2 separate regions of the Mus musculus genome follow, and region 1 is linked to region 2. The links are chromatin contacts, called in public promoter capture Hi-C maps. All regions are on one chromosome and are shown on one strand. Each heading gives the region's core, a stretch centred on a gene start, on an enhancer-like site or on the middle of the called end of the contact. The rest is flanking DNA. Distances are from core to core; before and after follow the strand shown. Region 1 overlaps Acsl3 (acyl-CoA synthetase long-chain family member 3). Region 2 holds the start of Mogat1 (monoacylglycerol O-acyltransferase 1).

What was found. Promoter capture Hi-C pulls out the DNA fragments that hold promoters and counts their contacts.
Region 1: a contact with region 2 is called in a promoter capture Hi-C map of liver. The contact joins the enhancer-like site here to the promoter of Mogat1 in region 2. A contact is called at or near these places in 20 of 39 promoter capture datasets (the 3T3-L1 cell line, 3T3-L1-derived adipocytes, the C10 cell line and 9 more), 3 of 15 datasets of contacts at CTCF or cohesin (CD8 T cells, the NIH/3T3 cell line and embryonic stem cells), 19 of 484 Hi-C or Micro-C datasets (the AtT-20 cell line, the C3H10T1/2 cell line, the Patski cell line and 11 more), 2 of 115 datasets of contacts at active chromatin or transcription factors (embryonic stem cells and large pre-B cells) and 3 of 9 other capture datasets (adipose tissue, liver and pancreatic islet).

What each region holds. Positions count from the first base shown.
Region 1 is chr1:78,690,546-78,695,132 of GRCm38.p6, reverse strand. Acsl3 (acyl-CoA synthetase long-chain family member 3) reads right to left here. Exons shown (of 15, transcript NM_001033606.2): 5 at 2,913-3,051; 6 at 787-937. Among named protein-coding and RNA genes, the nearest start is that of Gm51635, 12 kb to the right of the region's middle. Within about 2 kb of position 1,267, at least 4 of the 459 cell types and tissues checked have an H3K27ac peak or open chromatin away from gene starts, as enhancers often do. A contact at or near this core is called in liver, where this site is marked.
Region 2 is chr1:78,508,079-78,512,957 of GRCm38.p6, reverse strand. It overlaps Mogat1 (monoacylglycerol O-acyltransferase 1), which reads right to left and starts at 1,898. Exons shown (of 7, transcript NM_026713.3): 1 at 1,870-1,898; 2 at 903-1,090. The coding sequence starts at 996.

The sequences.
Region 1 (4,587 bases), core at 18-2,517, 180 kb before region 2:
TGGCCGGTTGGTGAACCTTGCGGTTTCTCCACAATTCAACTGCAGCTGCTGGTTCGTGCCCGGTGATCTGCCTGCTGAGAGGACTGGACTGTAAGTTGCCAGTCTGGGTGTGCTGTCTGCCTGCCTAGAGGACTAGTCTGCAGCTGCTGAGTCCTATTTGGTATTTGCTGCAGGACTAAACTGCTAAGACAGAAGACTGAGCTTGCCCCAAAAGAACTTTTGCTAAACAGGACCACTTCCCCCATATCCTAATAACTTTCCTCTTCCACTGTCTCTAGTGGGTGGTGGGCTAAAGGAGAGGTTGAACCATTACTAAAAGTACATTGCAAAAAAAATTTATGCCTACAAAAGGTTATGGGAGCTCTCTGCCAGAAGTTGACTACAGCAAGCTTACATGGAGCACAGCTAAGCTAAGCATCTGAGTCCCTGCTGATAAGATAGAGATTAGAGACAGAAAGAACAACTATAGCCCAACCGAAAACCAAGGAGGCAAGCACTTTCAGAATGTGGTCTGCTGCAGAAGCAAAGTGCTAACGCACGAGTAAAGAGGAGGTGCTGGCACTCAAATGCAGACATATACATGTGGCTAGACACACATACATTCATACATACATACACACATACACACAAATAAATTTTAAAATGTTGACTTTTAAAATTAATGTTCTCTAAAATTTCTACTTTTAGACACCTGGGGAATACTTTAACCATCTACTAAAATGGCACAAATGTTTGAACTCTTAACAGCTACAAATACAGTCACTCTTGAGTTTTACAATGACATACCCCAGTCTTGGAATCCTTCTCGCCATCCCCGTTATAGAAGCAATGATGTTGCTGTGTGAGATCATGACTCCCTTTGGAATTCCTGTGGACCCACTTGTGTACATGATTACTGCAATATCTGAGGGCAGTGGTTTGCTGTGAGCTTTCTTTTCTACGTTGAAGAAAAGAAAAAGGGAAACAAAAAAGAAGAAACTCAGCTCTATCAGCAATTTTCTTCTAACACTCAAACAGCAGTCAACACATAAGGAGGCATAAACAATACTGGGACAAACAGGTTAAGTCTATAATTAGAGCCACGGAGGAAATAAAGACAGGGTCAGATAACACTGCTTAGGTGCAGCATTCTGGCAAAGGGTAAGCAAAGTAGCCACAAAAGTCCTGGGAAGCCAGTAGTTCACATAGACGTACAAAGCAGTGGACATGGTAGCAGATGTCTGCAAATGCACACTCAGGAAGCTAAAATGAGATCTTAACGTCAAGGCCAGCCTAGGACGCATGGTAAGCTCTGGTACAGTTTACACAGATCATGTTCCATTTGGTACGTTGGTTAGATAGATCGATAGATTGATCAATAGACAGACAGACAGACGGGGGGGGGGGGGGGGGGGTAAACAAGTCAGTACAAAGGCTTTAAGGTAGAAGTGTGCCTGGCATCTATAAACACTAGCACTGCGGTGGGACTGGAGTAACCCTAAGTACCAGTGGAGCAGCACCCAGCACCACAGGCAGCCGCAGAAGGCACTGAGGAGGGCTGCATCTCACCCCTGGGATCAGATGAAAGGCCCTTTTCAGCAGAGGCAGGCCAGCATCTGAAGCAAAAATGACTTTGGAGCTATATAAACTTGGCTGCTGAGTGGCTATGTAAGTTGAAAATGGAATTAAAAAAAAAAAATGAGGAGCTCCTCAGAATAAAGGGGCCTGAACCTTTATACCTGCACACTCACTAATGTGTCCCTGCTTCAGGAGATGACCTTGTTGGTTATACTCAACTCCCAGGGTTGCTCAGTGTTGCTTGTCTGTAGTCACAAGACATCTAGCCTAAAATCAACAACCAACACACTACAGGAAAGGCACAGGAGACAACCAGATGGTATCACCACCATCTGCCTGTCTACACGCATATCCCAAAGCTAATGCAATGTAAAAGGTTCTTCAAGTATGTCCCCTTCTCTCATACCAGGCCAGATGACTTCTTAACAATGAACCACATAATACATTCTTTTCTTTTCTCTTTTCTTTTTTTCTTTTCTTTTCTCTTCTTTTCTTTTTCTATAACTAGACGGTACTGGTCAACATTCTCTGAATGCCCACCAATACCTACAACTCAATATGCTAAAATATTATCATCCCTGATATTCCCGTAATGACAGCATTATCCTGTCCCTAATCAGAATCACCCAACTTCTAACTACAGAGGAAATACCATTACAACATGCCAGAGACCTGCAGTCTACATTTTCTGATGCTCATTTCTTTGACAGTTACTGCTTTGAAAGTGTCTATGCCTTGTGTCATCTGGAAGATTAAAAACTCTGCATAGGCAAGTACGAGGAGAGAGAAGTGAAAAAGAGGACTCCTGGCTTAGAAACTCTAGCTGAAGACTAACTCTAATGTGTCTATTTAAAGTGCTTAACTTTAAACTACTCAAAACTTTCAGAAAAAGTGAACAGAAAATTGAATGATGTGTAAGTACTTTAAATTTACTTCAAGTAACCACTACTGCTTTTTGGTTATTGCTGCCCTTGTTTTGCAGACAGGGTCTCATGTAGCCCAGTCTGGCTTTTGTAGCCCGGTCTGGCCTTGCACTAGCTCCCTGGTCAATGATGATCAATTCTGATCCTTCTGCCTCCACCTCCTGGTGCTGAGGTGGCAGGCATGTGCCATCATGTCCAATGTTATGCGACACTGGGGAATCAAACCCAGGCCTTAGAGCATGCTGGGCAAACACTCTGCATAATGAGTTAACATTCCCAGTCCATAATTTAAGAAGAATAAATAAGTGTTGGCATTTTCCTCAAGTCTTTCTTTAAAGGCTAGGTAAAAGTAATAAAGAAGAACCCATTTCCACAGTTACAGTCTAGAACAAGGTGAGCAGAGAGTGCACATCTGGAATGATCACAACGTACCCACGTTGGCCTTCACTCCTAGAGCCTGCACTGCAGCCATGGTGTGTACAATGACACCTTTGGGGAACTCAGACCAGGTTGGAGGCTTCCCATCAACAGTAATGATATGCCGCAGACGTGGGACCAAAGAGACTATATCCTGAAGAAACACAACAATCATGATGTTAGCCAACAGTTGAGTAACTCGGGACACATGAGCACAGTTCTCTACACACTGAGCCACCAACTGATTTCTTGCCCCGAAAGTTAAGTGGTAGGGGCTAGGGAGACAGGCCGGAGGAACGGCATGAAGAGGGGGTGGGGAATTGGACGAATATTCTATAGCACTGTGTATACAATCTTCTTTGATAAAATCCTCATCAATAAAGTTACTGCTCCACAAAATGGACATATAAACACATAATACCTGAACTACTTATAGAGAAGCCCAAAGTCCCTCATATTTTCAAGAGAATGCAAAAGAATATATCAAAGAAGGAAAGAAGTCCACCTGGGAACTTTCTAAAAAAGAAAAATAAAACAATGCCTGATAGTGATGTTTCCAGGGGAAGTTGCCCGTTTCCTATTATTTCATAAAATGTCTCCCATTTTAGTACACCTACCACCCCCATTCTTTCTTTCCCTACTTCCTCTTTTCTCTCTTCTCCTGTATGTTTGTCTCTGTCTCTCTTTCTCTCTCTCCTTCCCTCTTTCTTTCCTCCACTGCTCTCTCCCTCCTTCCCTCCGTGAGTGTCACCTGTATGTCTTTCAGAAGATCTCTCCCAACTTAGATTGAACTCCAACTTACTCTATAGCTGAGGACGACTTTGAACTACTAATCTTTCTAATTCCATCTCCCAAGTGCAGAGATTACACGTATGGGTGCATATGCACACAGATGTGTGTGTGTGTGTGTGTCTGTCTGTCTGTCTGTCTGTCTGTCTATGCGCATGAGTGGGAGGACAGAAGACAACTTTTGGCACTGTTCCTGAGATGCTCTCCAAACCCTCCTCCACAGGGTCCTCTGGCCTGAGCCATGGCAACAGTAAGCCCCAGGGAGCCACGTGTTCTGCTAGCACAGGTACTGGGATTATGAGCAGATATGACCACAGCTGACTTTTTAAATAAGAGTTCTGGAAATTAAACCCAGGTCCTTGTGATTACAAAGGCAAGCTTTCACTTTACCTACATGGTGCATAGACATGCATGCAGGCAAAACACGTATGCACATGATATAAATATATTATGTTGAGAGACCAGCAAAATGGCTCAGGAGGTACATTCTACTTGTCACCAAGCCTGATGACACAAGAAACCCCATGATGAAAGGAGAGTTAACTCCCACAGGTTGTACAGACTTTTCACAGGTGTGCTGTGGCACATGTAACCACATATATGAATGCAGATGCATACAAACAAACAAATTCAAAAATTATACACATGCAAAACTATTAATTTACTTTATATATGCAATATACAATAAAAAGTTGTCATCCTTTCAACATTGGCAAATTAACAATTTTTATCTATGGTCTATCTAATATATATATATACATACATATATATACATACATATATATATACATACATACATATATACATACATATATACATACATATATACATACATATACCTATATACCTATATACCTATATACCTATATACCTATATACCTATATACATATATACATATAT
Region 2 (4,879 bases), core at 649-3,148:
TTGGGTCTAGGCAGAAAAGCCCGGGAGCGAAGGCAACCCGAAAATAGAAAACTAACAATAGCTCTTTGTCCTGATGTCAAGATGGCAAAGTTTTAATACCTAGGGGCATTACTTACTCATTATGAGTTGAGGGATCCAGAAATGAATTGGCAGCCATTGAGAGACTAAAATGAAACTTTGTATAGCACCCACTTTCTAGATGGGACCATCACTACATTTGGGAGACCATAGTTGCCCCCAATTTACCCAGCTGTATATTGAAAAGCTGTATATTGTCTTCCATTGTAAGTAAGACAAACCTCGCTTTAGAAACAAAATAGTACGGGCCAGTCATAGTTGCACATGTCTTTAATCCCAACACTTGCCTTGCAAAGGCAGGCAGATCTATGAGTTCTAGGCCAGCATAAAGAGTTCTACAGAGCAAGTTCTTCTGGGACAGCCAGGGCTACATAGAGGAAATATGAGAGAGAGGGGGGGGAGGGGGAAGAGGGGGAGAGAGGGAGAGAGAGAGAGAGAGAGAGAGAGAGAGAAAGGGGGAGGGGGAAAGGGGGAAGAGGGGGAGAGAGGGAGAGAGAGAGAGAGAGAGGGAGAGAAAGGGGGAGGGGGAAAGGGGGAAAAGGGGGAGAGAGGGAGAGAGAAAGGGGGAGGGGGAAAGGGGGAAGAGGGGGAGAGAGGGAGAGAGGGAGAGAGGGAGAGAGGGAGAGAGGGAGAGAGGGAGAGAGGGAGAGAGGGAGAGAGGGAGAGAGGGAGAGAGGGAGAGAGGGAGAGAGGGAGAGGAATCCAAAGCAGGGAGTCCCACAGTAGGTGAACACTGTCTGACCAGGCAGACCCAGGAACCAGAGGCTGTGCGCAGTAGGGTAGGGACTGTGTCTGGTGAGTGTTTGGCACGGCGGAGCTCTTACCGAGCAGGAGGAAGGACAGGACCCACTGCAGCACCGCAGCGGTCTGTAGGCACCGTGCCAGCGGGGTGTTGAGTGGCGCGAACTCGACCATCATGGTTCTACCCGGAGGACTCCTTTCGCAGGATTTGTGGTACTGCTACCGACTGGGAGGCCGAGGCTCCAGCTGGCCGGAAAGGAACCAATTCGCCCTGGGGCAGGAGGTGAGGGAGGGTGCGCGGCGTTGAGGCGGGGTGCTGGGGATCACTAATCACAGCTTGAGGCAGAACCCTGGTCACTCGTGGGAGAGGTCAGCCTGCCTGCCCAATCGCTAGGGCCTGGGCCTCCACCCGTATTTGACCATTGTTCATCTGATAGACCGCCTAGCACTCAGCTCCAGCATCCACCCATAAACCCACCTCATCCTCTGAAGCCAAGAATTGGGGAGTGGGTAGTTTGGTTAGTTCTTTGAGGTCCAGCACTAGCTGGAGGAAAGTGTGGGACTTGCGTTTATTAGTGTGGGTCTCCACACTACCCCCCCCCCCAAGGTGTGTGCGTATGCGAGTGCACGCACGGGTCTCTCTTTTTGTGTTTTCTTTTGTGTCCTAAAATTCCTACACAAATCCTGGATGATTTCCTTTCATTCATTCTCTTAACCCATATATACTGAAAGCCCACCAAATCTCCATTATCTTGTGAGAAAATGACCTTTTTGGGGGGGGGGCAGGAAAAAATCTAAGCAAACTAACCATACAACTGAATAGTATACAATTACAAGACCCTATTATAAACGCTAGAGTGAAAGAGTTAGAATCCGGTGGGACAACTTCTTGTGCCTGTTTCTTTCTCAGCGTTTACCTGCATAGTTTTCTTAAATGTGTGCACAGCAGCATGTGGAGAGACCAGAAGTGAACCTCAGATATGTTTCTCAATACTATCTTAGCCCTCGACTTTGGTTTTTGAGATAGAGTCAACGGAGCTTGGGACTCACCCAATTAGGCTGCTCTGGCAAAAGCTCCCAAAAGCTCTGGGCGTGCTCTGGTATTACCTCACCAGCCTGACTTTTTACCTGAATTCTGGACATCAGATTCAGATTTTTCACGCTTGCAAGCATTTTAACAGTTGAGCTGTCTTTCCAGCCCTTGAGTTTTAAATGATTGCTTTAATTAACTGAAGAGGTCTACAGGCAAAGGGAAATGTGTGTGCAAAGGTCTTCCTAAGAAAAGGGGAAGGGCACCATTTGTAACTTCTTGGCAAAACTGTTTTTGTTTGTTTGTTTGTTTTAGTTTTGTTTTTCTGGTCGAAGAGGTACTTTCTTCTTTCTTAGAGTTCTTTCTGAGCCACCCTCCATGCTAGGTGGGAGATTCTGTGATTGAATATTATGTCACACACTGTGACAGTCTCTTGCCAGGTATGCCCTGACTCCATAGCAACACTTCGAAGTATTCATGCCAATTTGGAGCTAGGGAAATTGGGACTCAAAGTAGAGGCCAGCCTGGGCTACCAGACCCTGTCTCAACAATTAAAACAACCTACACACACACACACACACACACACAGATAGAGAGACAGAGACAGACAGAGAGGAGAGAGAGAGGAGAGGAGAGGAGAGGAGAGGAGAGGAGAGGAGAGGAGAGGAGAGGAGAGGAGAGGAGAGGAGAGGAGAGGCCAGGCGAGGAGAGGCCAGGCGAGGCCAGGTGAGGCCAGGCGAGGTGAGGGGACGGGAGGGGAGCGGAGAGGGGAGGGGAGCGGAGAGAGAGAGGGGAGGAGGAGAGGAGAGGAGAGGGGAGGGGAAGGGAGGGGAGGGGAGGGGAGAGAGAGAGGAGGAGGGGAGGGGAGAGAGAGAGGAGGAGGGGAGGGGAGAGAGAGAGGAGGAGGAGAGGAAAGGAGAGGAGAGGAGAGGAGAGGAGAGGAGAGGAGAGGAGAGGAGAGGAGAGGAGAGGAGAGGAGAGGAGAGGAGAGGAGAAAAGAGGCGAGAAGAGGAGAGAAGGAGAAGAGCTGTAATTGTAGGTAAGTGCTGAAGACTCTGTCTTGTCCTTTCCTGGAAGCTAGGCAGAACAGAGATGAAATGAAATTCAGATGAAAGATACAAATGGTAGGATATGCAGAACACCTAAAACCCTTGGTCCTAACCACTTAGAATGTTATTGATGATGCATTTGTCACCTCACAGAAAGCAGCTAGTAAAGAACAATTGAATCTTTTGTTGGAGGTGGAGGACTGGCTTGAGAGAGGGACTCCTGTTGCTCAGGTGAGCTGCATTCCATATGTTAATGAACTTGATCTCGTGACCCACCTCCCTAAGGGGCTTACAGGCAGGCAACATCAGGATCAGCAAGAACCATCGTGTTTTAAAAGACTTATTTACTTTTATATGTGTAGGGTTTTTTTCTATTTTGATTTTATGTGTATGGGTGATCTGTCTGTCTGTCTGTGTACTACATGTATGTCTGGGTGCCCACAGAGGCCAGAAGAGGTATTGGATCCCTGGAACTTGAGTTACAGACAGTTGTGAACTGTTATATGGCTACTGGATATTGGGCATGAACGAAGAGCAAGCTGTTCTCCCGCCCAAACACATATCACAGTCCGTTGAAGTCATTCTCTGACCCAACAGGGGGTCAATTCACTGACCTATCATCATCTCATCATTTTATTGTTTTGATTTTTTTTTTTTTTTTTTTTTTTGAGACAGCGTCTCATTATGTAGCCTTGCTGGCCTGGAACTCATTTTGTAGACCAGAGTCAATTTGAACTCACAGAGATCCATCTGTCTCTGCCTCGTATGTGCTAGGTCTAAAGGCATGCACCACCACAGCCAGCTCCATCTTCATTTACCTCATTTGATCAACAGCTGAATCCTTTCCTCAACCCTTGGGCATTCAGTGTGTGACCATGTGTGGATATAGACTGTGTGGCCACTAGACTTGGGCAATCACTGGCTTGAAAGGATGAGAAAGTTTAACTCTTTAGATTCTTATTGTTTCCTATCAGTCGTCTTGATCTCTAAAAATTAAAAAAAAACTAACAGGAAGCCACCAATGGTGGTACTTGCCTGTAATTCCTGCACTTGGGAGATGAAAGTTAAATCTCAAACTGTGGGACAACTAGCTGAAGTGCTTAGTTAACATATCAAAGCAGAAACCTGGCCGCCTGGTATTCCCAGCATCCCTTAGTTCCAACCTGATACAGGGTATGGCTGGCATACCTTGCCCTCTACTCTGAATTCTCCTGGCCAGGAGTTGGACTGCTGTTTCCCAAGAGATTCTTTCCTATATATATATAATGCAGCCATTTTGGTTACTCATCCCTCTTTTACTTTTGGCCATCTTGGCTACTGATCCTACCCACCCACCCACCCACCTCCTGCCTCCCATCTTCTCACAGGGTTCAGGGTCATGTCTACTCCAGACTCTCCCAGGTGTCTCTGCCTCTGCCTCTGCCTCTGCCTCTGGCACTTACCTACAATAAGAGCTCCTCTCCTCTCCTCTCCTCTCCTCTCCTCTCCTCTCCTCTCCTCTCCTCTCCTCTCCTCTCCTCTCCTCTTCTCTCCTCTCCTCTCCTCTCCTCTTCCCCCCTCTCTCTTTTTGTGCGAATATCAGTTTTATTTTTCCTAATTGATGTAATAGACAGCTTCCTTTAACATCAAATTTTTACACAACAGCCAGGAAGCAAAACCAGCTCTGAAGAAGTGAAACATGCAAGATGACAATGATTTTAATTAATTTTTTAAAGCATGGGAAATGGACCATTCAGGGGCAGTGAGGGCATAGGAACTATAGCAACTAGATTTTACAGTGGGACACAGAGATTGGGCCTAATTGACTCCAATAAGACAAGTAGATATTTATAATTGAGGGGATAGTGTTGAAATTTATACTGGAAATTACTGAGTGGAAACTTAAAAAGGGTTTCTAACTTATTGTGACAGGATTCACTATGACAAAATTTTGCCAAACCAGTATAGGGATTTTGTCCATCTGAGTTTTTAAGACATGATT